Linked DNA regions of Gossypium hirsutum: region 1 is linked to region 2. Evidence: chromatin contacts called from public Hi-C data. All regions are on one chromosome and are shown on one strand. Each heading gives the region's core, a stretch centred on a gene start, on an enhancer-like site or on the middle of the called end of the contact. The rest is flanking DNA. Distances are from core to core; before and after follow the strand shown. Region 1 holds the start of LOC107915847 (ethylene-responsive transcription factor 1B). Region 2 holds the start of LOC107914905 (transcription factor bHLH104).

What was found. Hi-C and Micro-C count contacts between places; a contact is called where the count stands out from the background.
Region 1: a Hi-C map of leaf shows a contact between it and region 2, with 2.1 times the contacts expected there. The contact joins the promoter of LOC107915847 here to the promoter of LOC107914905 in region 2. A contact is called at or near these places in 2 of 34 Hi-C or Micro-C datasets (hypocotyl and leaf).

The regions. Positions count from the first base shown.
Region 1 is chrD10:42,581,322-42,587,022 of Gossypium_hirsutum_v2.1, reverse strand. LOC107915847 (ethylene-responsive transcription factor 1B) reads right to left here and starts at 1,998. Exons shown (of 1, transcript XM_041102481.1): 1 at 1,038-1,998. The coding sequence starts at 1,667. The coding sequence ends at 1,068.
Region 2 is chrD10:42,240,527-42,246,124 of Gossypium_hirsutum_v2.1, reverse strand. LOC107914905 (transcription factor bHLH104) reads left to right here and starts at 2,146. Exons shown (of 5, transcript XM_016843953.2): 1 at 2,146-2,421; 2 at 2,538-2,603; 3 at 2,904-2,981; 4 at 3,552-3,714; 5 at 4,304-4,874. The coding sequence starts at 2,336. The coding sequence ends at 4,552.

The DNA.
Region 1 (5,701 bases), core at 749-3,248, 340 kb before region 2:
TTTCCTGAGATATTGTCAATTACTTTATTATTATTTTATACATTTAATAATTTTAAACACAATATAAAGAAAAACACTGTAAATATGACCATTTTAAAAAAAAGATAATATAATTTAATGTACGCGTGATTGAAAATATATAGAAGTAAATATATTATATTCGTACAACTTACACAAAAAAAAAAAAAAAACAAACAAACTACGACATGCTAATACATATATATTTGAAAGAGATCTAATGTTTTCATTTCTATTAAAAAGTATTTTTTTTCATAAAATCTAATATTTTCATTAAACTGAATCTCATGTTCCATTATTGACAATTAATTTGAATGAAGTTGCCTTTCGGTTTACATCTAGCCTATAGATAAAATTATTAAGAGCTACGTATCTTAATTCTAGAAGTGTCTTATTTAAGTATATATTTATTAGTAAATCATAACCTATGTATTTATATACTAATGCTTTTTTATGTGATTATCATGTTTAAATCTCCATATATTTATACAACTTTTAATAATCCCAACAAACTACATCTTCCAACTTTATTAAAACAATTTACATGCTATTTAAGTATCAATTAAGTTGGTATCATTGTAATCAAATCAAATTAAACATGTAATATCTTCAAATGTATGAATAATTTAGGAATTGTATAAAAAATTTATAATATATTGATCTCAACACATATTTATATTTATGTTAGAGCATAAGGGTGATAATGCAAAGATATTATTCTCTTTGGATATTGTGAATACCTCATAATTTTGTATTCCAATCTAAACAGCTAATTCCTAAATAGACGAAATCATTGCATTTGAAAAATTTTGCATAGAAAAACTCATACCTATTTAAAATAGGTATCTATTATTATATTGAAATATTTCGCTGAATTATTATCACTTTCAAACTAGATTATCAACTCAATAATAAATTTACCAAAAACCTTTCGCTATAATCTTATTTTAGATTAATTTTGTGTTTTCATATAAAATCTAAAAATATACTTTTGCATGCCAAAATATTAAGAATAAATAGAGATGAACAATAGTATATGTTGGTGTGAATTAGTAAGGTGAAGCAGTTTGAGTCAAAAGTTGTTCCAAGTAATCTGCACCTAAATCCTCAATCACCATCACATTGTTTATCCTCGCATCTCTTTCCTTCTTACTTCTACTGGTCCTTTTCCTTCTCATAGAATGTGTTCTCTTTAAAGCCACCACCGGCGAACACCCTTCTTCTTGGTTACACTTCATTTCCTCCAGTGACTCCCTCACTCTTTCCACAGGAAAGTTGAGTATGGCGGCGCTGCCTCTCATAGCAAAAGCGGCTTGATCATAAGCCAGAGCTGCTGCCTCTGCACTCTCAAATGTTCCAAGCCATACCCTTGTCCCATGCCTGGTTGAGTCCCTTATCTCCGCCGCGAACTTCCCCCACGGCCGCCTTCTTACTCCTCGGTAAGACTTTTCTTTCGTCGGACTACCCTTTTCCGTTGAGCTTGATGTTTCCGTTTTGACCTCGGTGAGTAGGCCATATAAAAGCATCTCCTCGGAGTCGTTTTCGTTGAAAGGAAGAGAGTTGTGGTTGAACGGAGAAAATTCCGGCGACCCGAATGATGATTCCGATGAGGAAATGGAATTTGGGGACTCAAGCAGGAAAGAATCCATTGATCTGCTCTGTTTTTATTTTTTCAACTCTGTTTTTTTTGGTGCAAGTGTAGGGGGTTTAAAGCAGAGCAGTAGTTTAAGATTTGGCTCCTTTATATACTTCAAATTAAGGGAGGGAGGAATTAAACGTAAAATACGACAGCGTAAAAAGGATTAACTAGTGGCGAGGGAAGATGACGTGGCATTATTTTATTGAATATTTTTAAGGTTAAATGAACACGGGGTTAATTGGAGCAAGGCGGCTAAGTCAAAGCAAGTGACGTCACTACATGATCTCAGCTTTGGTTGGGAAGCTACCATGGGGTCTTGTCCACGTGGATGATGGTGACAACTCAGCTTGGCAGTTGGAAATAACGGTTTATATTATGTGAATAAAAATTCGAAAAATAAAATAAAAAAAAGTCTCATAAGTGTTACAAGTATCAAACTATTATAACACGGATTAATCAAGCACTTACATAATGAAATCAAACAATTATAAGTGTAAATAAATTTAAAACTATCACAATTCAGACAAAAGTTAATAAACTGGACTAAAACCCAAACATAATAATTACACATTATGAAACTTGAAGACCACATATATATATATATAATAAATCTCAAACTTAGATACTCAAAATTTAAGAGCTCTCATTTTGTCAACTAAATCAAAGTATTAATGATATCTAATTTTCTTTTTTAAAGAAGGTATGAATTTTTTGAAAATCAAACTAAAAATTAATATTAATTAAAAACTTCAAACATAATTTTTTATCACATAATTCATAATTAAATAGATGAATTCATTTTTTAACACTAATGAGCTTCACCTTTTTTTAATATAATATTTGATTTGCATTGTTAGGAATGGATATGCATTTTATTTATGGTTGTTCAATGAATGGGGGCAAACATGCAGAGGACTTAGTCACACATGTCCCGACAATGAAAAGCACCATCTGTTTAGTATCAATTCTACCATCTATTTTGTGTCAAATTCCTCTTGTAGATGGAAATTGGAAAAAAACAAAAAGAAAAGAAATAACTGCAATGGCTTCATCAGGTTGGATTGAATTAAGATGTTAAAAATAATTAATTATTTTAAATTTTGATTAACTGAATTCGATCCTCTATGCTCATATTTATATATTTTTGTTAATTTAAATAAAATAATAATTAAATTGAATTAAAAAATATGTATATAATACATAAAAAAAACAGGTAAAAACAAATTATTATAAATTTGATTTAAGTAGTAGAGTTTAAGCTCAGCCTATATTTTAAACAAACAGAAATTTTTTTTCAAAATTAATTTTTCAGACCTAATTTCTTTTTATTCAAATATTCTTAAATATTGGATATAAATTCGAGTTTGAACAAATAGATTCAGCATTACAATTTTTATTACATATTGTTTAAATTATTTCTAACCTTAAACTTATGCACTTAATCGTATTCCAACTTATATATATTGCTGAAACAATAACAACATCAATTGAAAGAATGAAACAATGGACGATGACAGGTTGAGTCCTCAATCATACAACGCTTGTTTAGTATTTCATTATCCCCCGAGCCATTCACGGAGGAATTGAGGCAAAAATAGAGAGAAGGAAAAACTTGTTAAATTGATATAAATATATGACATCAATCTTAATTTAAGTGTAAACATGATGGTTCCTCTTAATAAAAGTCAAGATGACCCATGACTGCAAATTGAAACGTGGACTGAATGTTTAAATAAAAGGTTTAAGAATCTCCATGGATCCTTCACTCCACAATATATACATTAATTCCTTGGGAGTTTAATAACGAAATGGAAGTTGTTAGTACTCTGATTCTACCATTTCTCGTACAGTTGAAACTAGAAACTGTGTTCCAGCCGCATTTTGGAATTTTACTGTGAGCTCTAGAAAACGCATTAAAATTTTAAAATTTTTGAGGTTTATCAAAAAAAATTTAGGTTTAAAAAACACTAAAAATTTTAATAAATCTGAAAAATTTTGGTATGAACTTGGAGCTCACTGTAAAATTTTCCGTTGTTTTATCATTTCATTTTCTTCCCCTTGATATGGACCTGGGTAGGTTTTTTTTTTGTTTTGTTTATAATCTGTTTAGATTTAATTACTATAAAATATATAAATATTAGTATTGTTAAAATTAGATATCGATAATGACAATATAGAACGATCGCAAAGCAATAAAAAAAGAAAAAGAAAACACACATATTTTATATGGAAACCCTTTAGGGAAAAAATCACGGGCAGAGGAGAATAAATTCACTAATATTGAAATTTGAATAATACAATAGGAGTTTCAACTATATGTATTTAAAGGTTGAAAAATCTTATTCGGCCCTTAGCCTTAAGCCCTACACTGATCCCCTTGTTTTGCCACTGTATTTTCTTTAACAAAGATTTGAATTACACAATTCTAACAATCTCCACATTGACACGAATTCTCAACGAACAAGTTCTCCACCTCTTCCACAAAACCCGTAAAAGAGTATTCCTCAACAAAGAATACCAACCAAGTCCAAGCAATGCTCAAACTTGGTTATAGGAAGTGAATTTGTAACAACCCGTTTTCAATGAAATCGAAACAGTGGTTTCGGGACTACAAATCCGAATCAGAAAGAAAATTTATTTTAATATTATTGCATGGACTGCATTATGATAGGAAAAACGTATGAAAGTTTCGATAAGAATATTTTACCGATTTCATGTTTAATTATTAGAAAGGACCAAATCGCATAAAATGCAAAAGTTTAATTCTAGTAGGTAGAAGGATTAAATAGCTATGGAATTTAAAAATTGAGGTCCTTATATGGCAATTAGACCATTAAATGTAGTTAGTAGATAATCATGCTTAGTCATCAATGGAAAATTAAATAAAGAAAAGGATGAAATTGGAAAGAAAAAGATGATAGGATGATAAATAATAAAATAAAAGAAAATATCATTTTATCATCATCTTCCCCAATTTAATTTTATGGAAACCCTAGCTAAGAGAAAGTGAGTTCAAGCAAGTTTTTTTGACTCAATTAGGTATGAATTCTTGTCCCGTTTTTAGTAATTTTTATATATCCGAGATTGTATTAACTTAATCTAGTTAATTTGGGGATCAATTTTCAAAGTTATCAAAGTAATAAAATTTTGTCATGGATGAGTATGTTGAAATTTTGAAATTTATGGTAGAAAATGAAAGGTTGTTGATAGATAAACAACTTTTGTAAAGGAAATTTTCATGAAATTGTGATTTAGGGACTAAATCGAAAAGATGTAAAATTTATGGAAAATTTTTTGATTTTTGTGAAATACATGGATTGTTATTGTTATATGAAAATTTTGGTTAGGCTTGGAATAAGGATTAAATTGCATGAATTTTATTTTCTGAGCCTAGGGACGAAATCGTCATTTATTAAAAGTATAGGGGAAAAATGGTAATTTTGCCTAGGATGTGAATTGGATGAAATTGAATGTGAGTTGTATTAAAATGAGTTAAATTTACTCATATAGATCCGGATAGACCTAGTTCGGAATTGGATCAAGGAAAATAAAAAGTATCGAATTAGTAGCCTACGAACATGAGCAATTATCGAGGTAAGTTCGTGTAACTAAATTGTGTATATTTATATGTATGAATTAAATATTGTATATGTGAATGTTCAATTGTGTAATTGTTATGTTTATGAAATTAATCATAAATTCGAAAATGCCTGATAAGTATGAAATCCCATTTGAATAGATGAAATTTGATGGATACAAGATTTCTCGTATTGGTTGTGGTCTTGTATATGTTGCGGACACACCATAGCTCTCATGAGTATCCTGTTATAAGTCCTATCGAGCTTCTTGTTACATGGTTCCTGCGAGCATCTCGATCGGTATTGATCCTGCATGTGTTGTGAATATACCGCAGCTCTTTGTGAGTGTCTTGTTATATGATCGCCAAGGATCCTACATATAATGCGGACATATCGCAGCTCTTTATGAGCGTTCTGATATAGGCTCTTTGTGAGCTTCTTGATATGACTTGCTTGAACTTCCTGT
Region 2 (5,598 bases), core at 897-3,396:
TATTTTTGTTTTTTATTGTAGAATAATTAAATTATTTGTTTCACTAATGATATTTTAGCATATTAAATATGTATTGCAATTTAAAAATAATAAAGTAGATTATATATTATTTTTATAGTATTATATATTATGATTTTTTAATTCATATAATAATTTTTTAAGAATTTTATTAAATTATATATTATTTTATTAAATTATATTTAATAATAATTATGTTAAAATATGGTTACATTATTTATTATTTTTATTAAATTATTTTTAATAATAATCTTATTAAAATTTAATAACAATAACCATAATCATCTACCTAAAAAAATTCTGCTAAGGGTATTCTAATCATTTTAGTTTTTTTCCTTATGCTATTACAACATCATTCCATTCAACCAAACACAAGAATACTATTACAGTTCTATTCCATTACATTCAACCAAACAATTGAATTACTGATTACAGCTTTATTCCATTACAGTTCTATTTAATTATAGCTTTATCCTATTACAGTGAACCAAATGTACCCTAACAGTTTTAAAAATAAAAATACAGGTTAGCTGAACCAATTGCAACGATATCAAAAATATAAAAATCATAAAAAAAAATGGGTTAGAAATGGCTTAAATGCAAGAAACACAAGCTTCAACGGAAAGCATGGTTGTTTTCCCCCCTTTTACAAAGCTCAAACGGTGAAAATAAAGAAATGGGGTTGAAGATGACCTTTTATTTTAATATTATTTACCTAGTTTTTAACTTAAAAAATTAACATTTATTTGTTTAGGAATTAAGCACTAACAGTATAAACCTTAGCACTACGATATATTTATTTAAAAAAATTAACATTTACTATTTAAGTCACTTAAATAATAAAAATTAATAATGATTAATTTTTATAGTTTTTATGATTTAGTCATTTTTCTTTAATTAACTATCAAATCATTAAAATTACCAAACCAAGCTTCAATCCACTAATACAATAACTCCGTAACATATTTAATAAAAATATTTACGACCTTAGCTTGTGAAAACGAGGTCCTAATACCTCATTTTTCAAAATCACTAACTTTCGGTACATACCACTTATACTTTAACTAACTGAACAATTAATAAAATCTATTAAATCACAATTCACTATTATAATATATTTAAATCATAAATATTAATTAAATATATCTATAGACTCACTCGTCGTAATTGTGGTCCCAAAATCATTATTTTCGACACTACTGAAAAACGGTCTATTACATTAAGGATACTACTTTGGTGGAGGTGGAGAAAAAGAATAAGTTCATTATACTGGAAAGCCCTTTTGTTTTTTCCTATGATTATGATCTCAAACTTATGTATGGGGTTTATAAAGCATCCTCTTCCAGTATCATGAAACTTGAACCCAGAACCACATAATCACTGTCAACTGGGGGCGGAGTTATACTTCAACCTGTGATCGTATAACCACCATCAACTAGGAGCCCTAATTATATTTCAACATGTGAGTATATAACCACCGTGAACTGGGAGTTTGAGTTGCAATGCGATGAGATTCTAAGGTAATGGTTCCATCCCCACATGATAGATCAAATATATGGGTCTCCGAGCACATCGCATTACCGAGAACTCAAAGATACTTTAAAATTATCAAAATGTCTACCTTAAACACAAACAAAAATAAATCTTTCTCCTAAAATCATTCTCTACAAACACAGACACCCAATACAAAAAAAAATAGAAAACACAACTTTTAGGAAATGTTTTCTACTAAGGTGTTAGCTAGGGGGCTGAAAGCGCACCCTAATTCCTACCGGACGTGTTTTTTAGTTTCTCTCTCTAAAATTGACTTATTCCTTTAAATATTAAAAAAATCGACCTAAAACTCTAATTATTTTTTAAAGACGATATTTTTATCAAAATTACCCATTATTTTCCACTTTATATAAAAAATGGTACCAAATGCTTAAACAACTTCATTTTTATTTATTTCATAATTAAGTTAGTATATAATATAAATAAACTTAGATTGAAAAGTTATAATATAATGTATAAAAAAACAAACTATGAAATCCCAAAACTATATGAACCGCCGAAATTGAAGTGGAGGGAATAAGTGATAGCCACTTTAGAATATCAATAACGAAGCGGCGGCGCGCAGCCCGGTCATTTCACTAACTCACCCTTCTCCACGTGTTTTTATGTCATTGGATATATGTTTCCATATTCAACCAAAAAAACAAAAAGAAGATTTTCAATTCCCAAAATTTCCTACAAATATATTTTTACCTTATTATATCACGACGAATTTCCCAGAAAAAAAAAGAATTTAAAGATTTAAGAGTCGTAGTGGTGCAAAATGGATTTAATAGAAGTTTGGGATTTTCTGGATTATAGTTTCATCGATGAAAATACATCTCCAGATATACTTTTGCCCAATTACAGGTTTTTTTCCCTAAAGAATTTCGATTTAATCTAGGTTTTGTTTTTCTCAGTAACTTGTTATAATTCAGTATTTTTTCCCCTTGAGATTTGAATTTGGATTACAATTATTGTTCCAGTAGCGGTAGGGAAATTGTTGTTCATGAAGAAAAGGAATTCGTCGATAGAGATTGCTCGCGCAAGAGGTATTGTCTCAATCCATATTTCAATGTTTCTCTAATTTCTTAGCGGTTTATGGGTATTTAATTGTCGAATATAATATAAAGTAGGTTTTTTGTTCGGACCCATGACGCTTAGTTCTTAGAACAAAAAACAAAAAACAAACTTTTTTTTTTTGCTTCATGTTTACTTGTTATTGAATTTGACATCAATTGCAATAAAAAATTCGTGTTGTTTTTTTTTGAAGTTTTCATATTAGTTTTGTATGATTTATTCTTAAAATCTTAATTTGAAAGACTGATATTAGAAATTGATGGCATTTATAGGGGACGCAGTGGATCATGCAGCAGGCCAGGGACTAAAGCTTGCCGTGAGAAATTAAGACGGGAGAAATTGAATGAAAGGTATGTATTTTTTTTTGGGTAAAAGTACCATAAAGGCCCCTATACTAAAAAAATGAGCAAATTAGTCTCTGTACATTAGATCAAATAGTAAATTAGTCCTTAATATTAAAAAATCTATTTATTTGTATTGTAAAAACTATTTTTCCTTAATGGAATAACCAGACAGTGACATGCCATGTTTACGTCATGCTAACATAAAGAGATCAATTTTTAACTATAGAAATGGATGAAATTTTTAATAGGACGGGTTTGCTCTCTAATCTAACGTATAATGACTAGTTTGCTTATTTTTTGAGTAGAGGGGGCAAAATGCAATCTGATTCCTACTACAGGGGCTTTTATGGTACTTTCACCATCTTCTTCCATTAGTTTCTTCATGAAATTGTTCCAACCTTTTATACTTTCTTTCTAATTTTTGAAGCAAAGATATTGTTTTTGGTTAATATTGCATTTTTTTTCTGTTCTTTTCTGGTATTCATATTGGTTAACATTTTATCAAAGGTACACTTTTTACAGCACATTAATCAGGCTGTGAATGTCAAAGAATCAGATTTTGTTATTCTCTTGTAGGTTTCTGGATCTAAGCTCTACTTTGGAACCTGGGAGACCTGCCAGGACTGACAAATCCGCAATACTGGATGATGCAATCAGAGTTCTGACCCAACTAAGAACTGACGCTCAGGAGCTCAAAGAAACAAATGAAAAGCTATTGGAGGAAATAAAAAGTTTAAAGGTTAGTTTTCCTTCTCTTTAGGTAAAACTAGATATTCACATCATCTTTGTTCTATAATTTGCTCAAATCTTCAGTAAACTGCTAGTCTTTTAACTCTTTGATTTGTTAAGCAGCATTCTTTGGCCTCTGAACCATGTAAGGTGTATGTTGCTGACTTTAATTTTGGTTTATCAGTATCGTTTGAATCAGTTTACCGTGTTGAGATGCATAGACGAAAATTGATAAGTTAATTGTTGTGCTCATTTGTGATACAATTTGGTGTAGCTGACATCCTGTTCAGTGCCATGTCTTGATCAATGCAAATTTTAATCATTTGCATTTGTATGCAACTAATAAATGGAAATATCGTAGACTTGTCTAGCTTAAAACAAGTTGGTCTTTAACTGAATTAGCGACAAAAAGAAATCTTTGAAAAGTTGAGCTTGGAAAGCAGGCATACTAAAGTTCCAGACCTTTAAAATTGCCTGAGACATGTAGATACTGATTTTGTTGATGAATGGTTTCTGTTGTTTCCAATTGCATCGTATATTATACTATACTGTCTTCATTTTCTTTCCCATTTTCCTTTGTTAATTTCCCACTACAACAGGCTGAGAAGAATGAAATTCGTGAGGAGAAGCTTGTACTGAAGGCAAATAAAGAAAGGATAGAGCAACAGCTGAAAACATTGAACGTTTCAGCAGCTGGATATCTTCCTGCTCACCCAGCAGGGTATCATGCCGCGGCAAACAAGATGGCAATTTTTCCTGGTTATGGTTTGGTCCCAATGTGGCAATATTTACCTCCATCAGCACGGGATACGTCTCAAGATCATGAGCTTAGGCCCCCTGCAGCGTAGTGCTTTTTTCTTCATTTTGAATTCGAGTATCCTCGCATGGTTTTGGCCTTGGCTGATCTGTAGATATGCTATTGAAAGATGGATTATCCCATTTTAAATTCAGCCATTGGCTCTATTCACTGCTATTACTGCAATCTAACACTTGAAGCTTTTGCTTCAGATTGTTAATCTGAAATTTCTTATTTGGACAGAGTTTTCAGAGTTGCAGCTTCCAATGAATTCAATGTTAATCCTACTGGATATAGAAGTCAACTTGTGATAGTTTCTAGTCTGTGGCTTTGAATTCTTTAATGTGACTTGGTTTTGGAGTTTGATCCTGCTAGACCAACTTACAGCTTGCTCTTCTGATTGGGTTATGTTTTAGTTACTTTTCTCATCAAATCATCCAACTATTAAAAATTACATTATGATCATTTTCGTTATCAGATTGTTACTTTTTGATCATTCATCTGCTGACTTCTGTTCCCTATTAATGAAATAATATGGAATTATAATTAAAACATTAGTTTGGTATTTTTTAAAAAAAAATTAATGGTAATTTTTTAAAAAATTGAAAAAAATAAAAATATCATAAAATTCTAAAGAAAACAAAATCTAAGAATTCACAATTTATTTTATATAAAAAATTATGAAAATATTTTTAAATTTATAATTATTGGAGACAAATTGAAAAATTCATATATATACATTTTTTTTTATAAAATTTGATTGAATTTAAATTTATACTTTCAAATGATTCGGAAGGAAAAAAAATTGTTAACTTTCCTTGAGCTCACTAAACAATGTATAGACATAATATATATTTGTAACTTTTGTGTCATAATCGTGATTAAGTTATTTTGTAATTATATTTTATTTTAAAAATAATAATTTAAACTTTACCAAATTAAATCTATATTTTCAAAGTTATCCTTCAATTATTTTTTCATTTAAAAATAATAATTCAAATTTTTATGAACATAATACAAACATCTTACCATGCGAATATTAATAACTTATAAAATAAAGTTAAAAAATATATTAAACTAAAATAAATATTAATATAA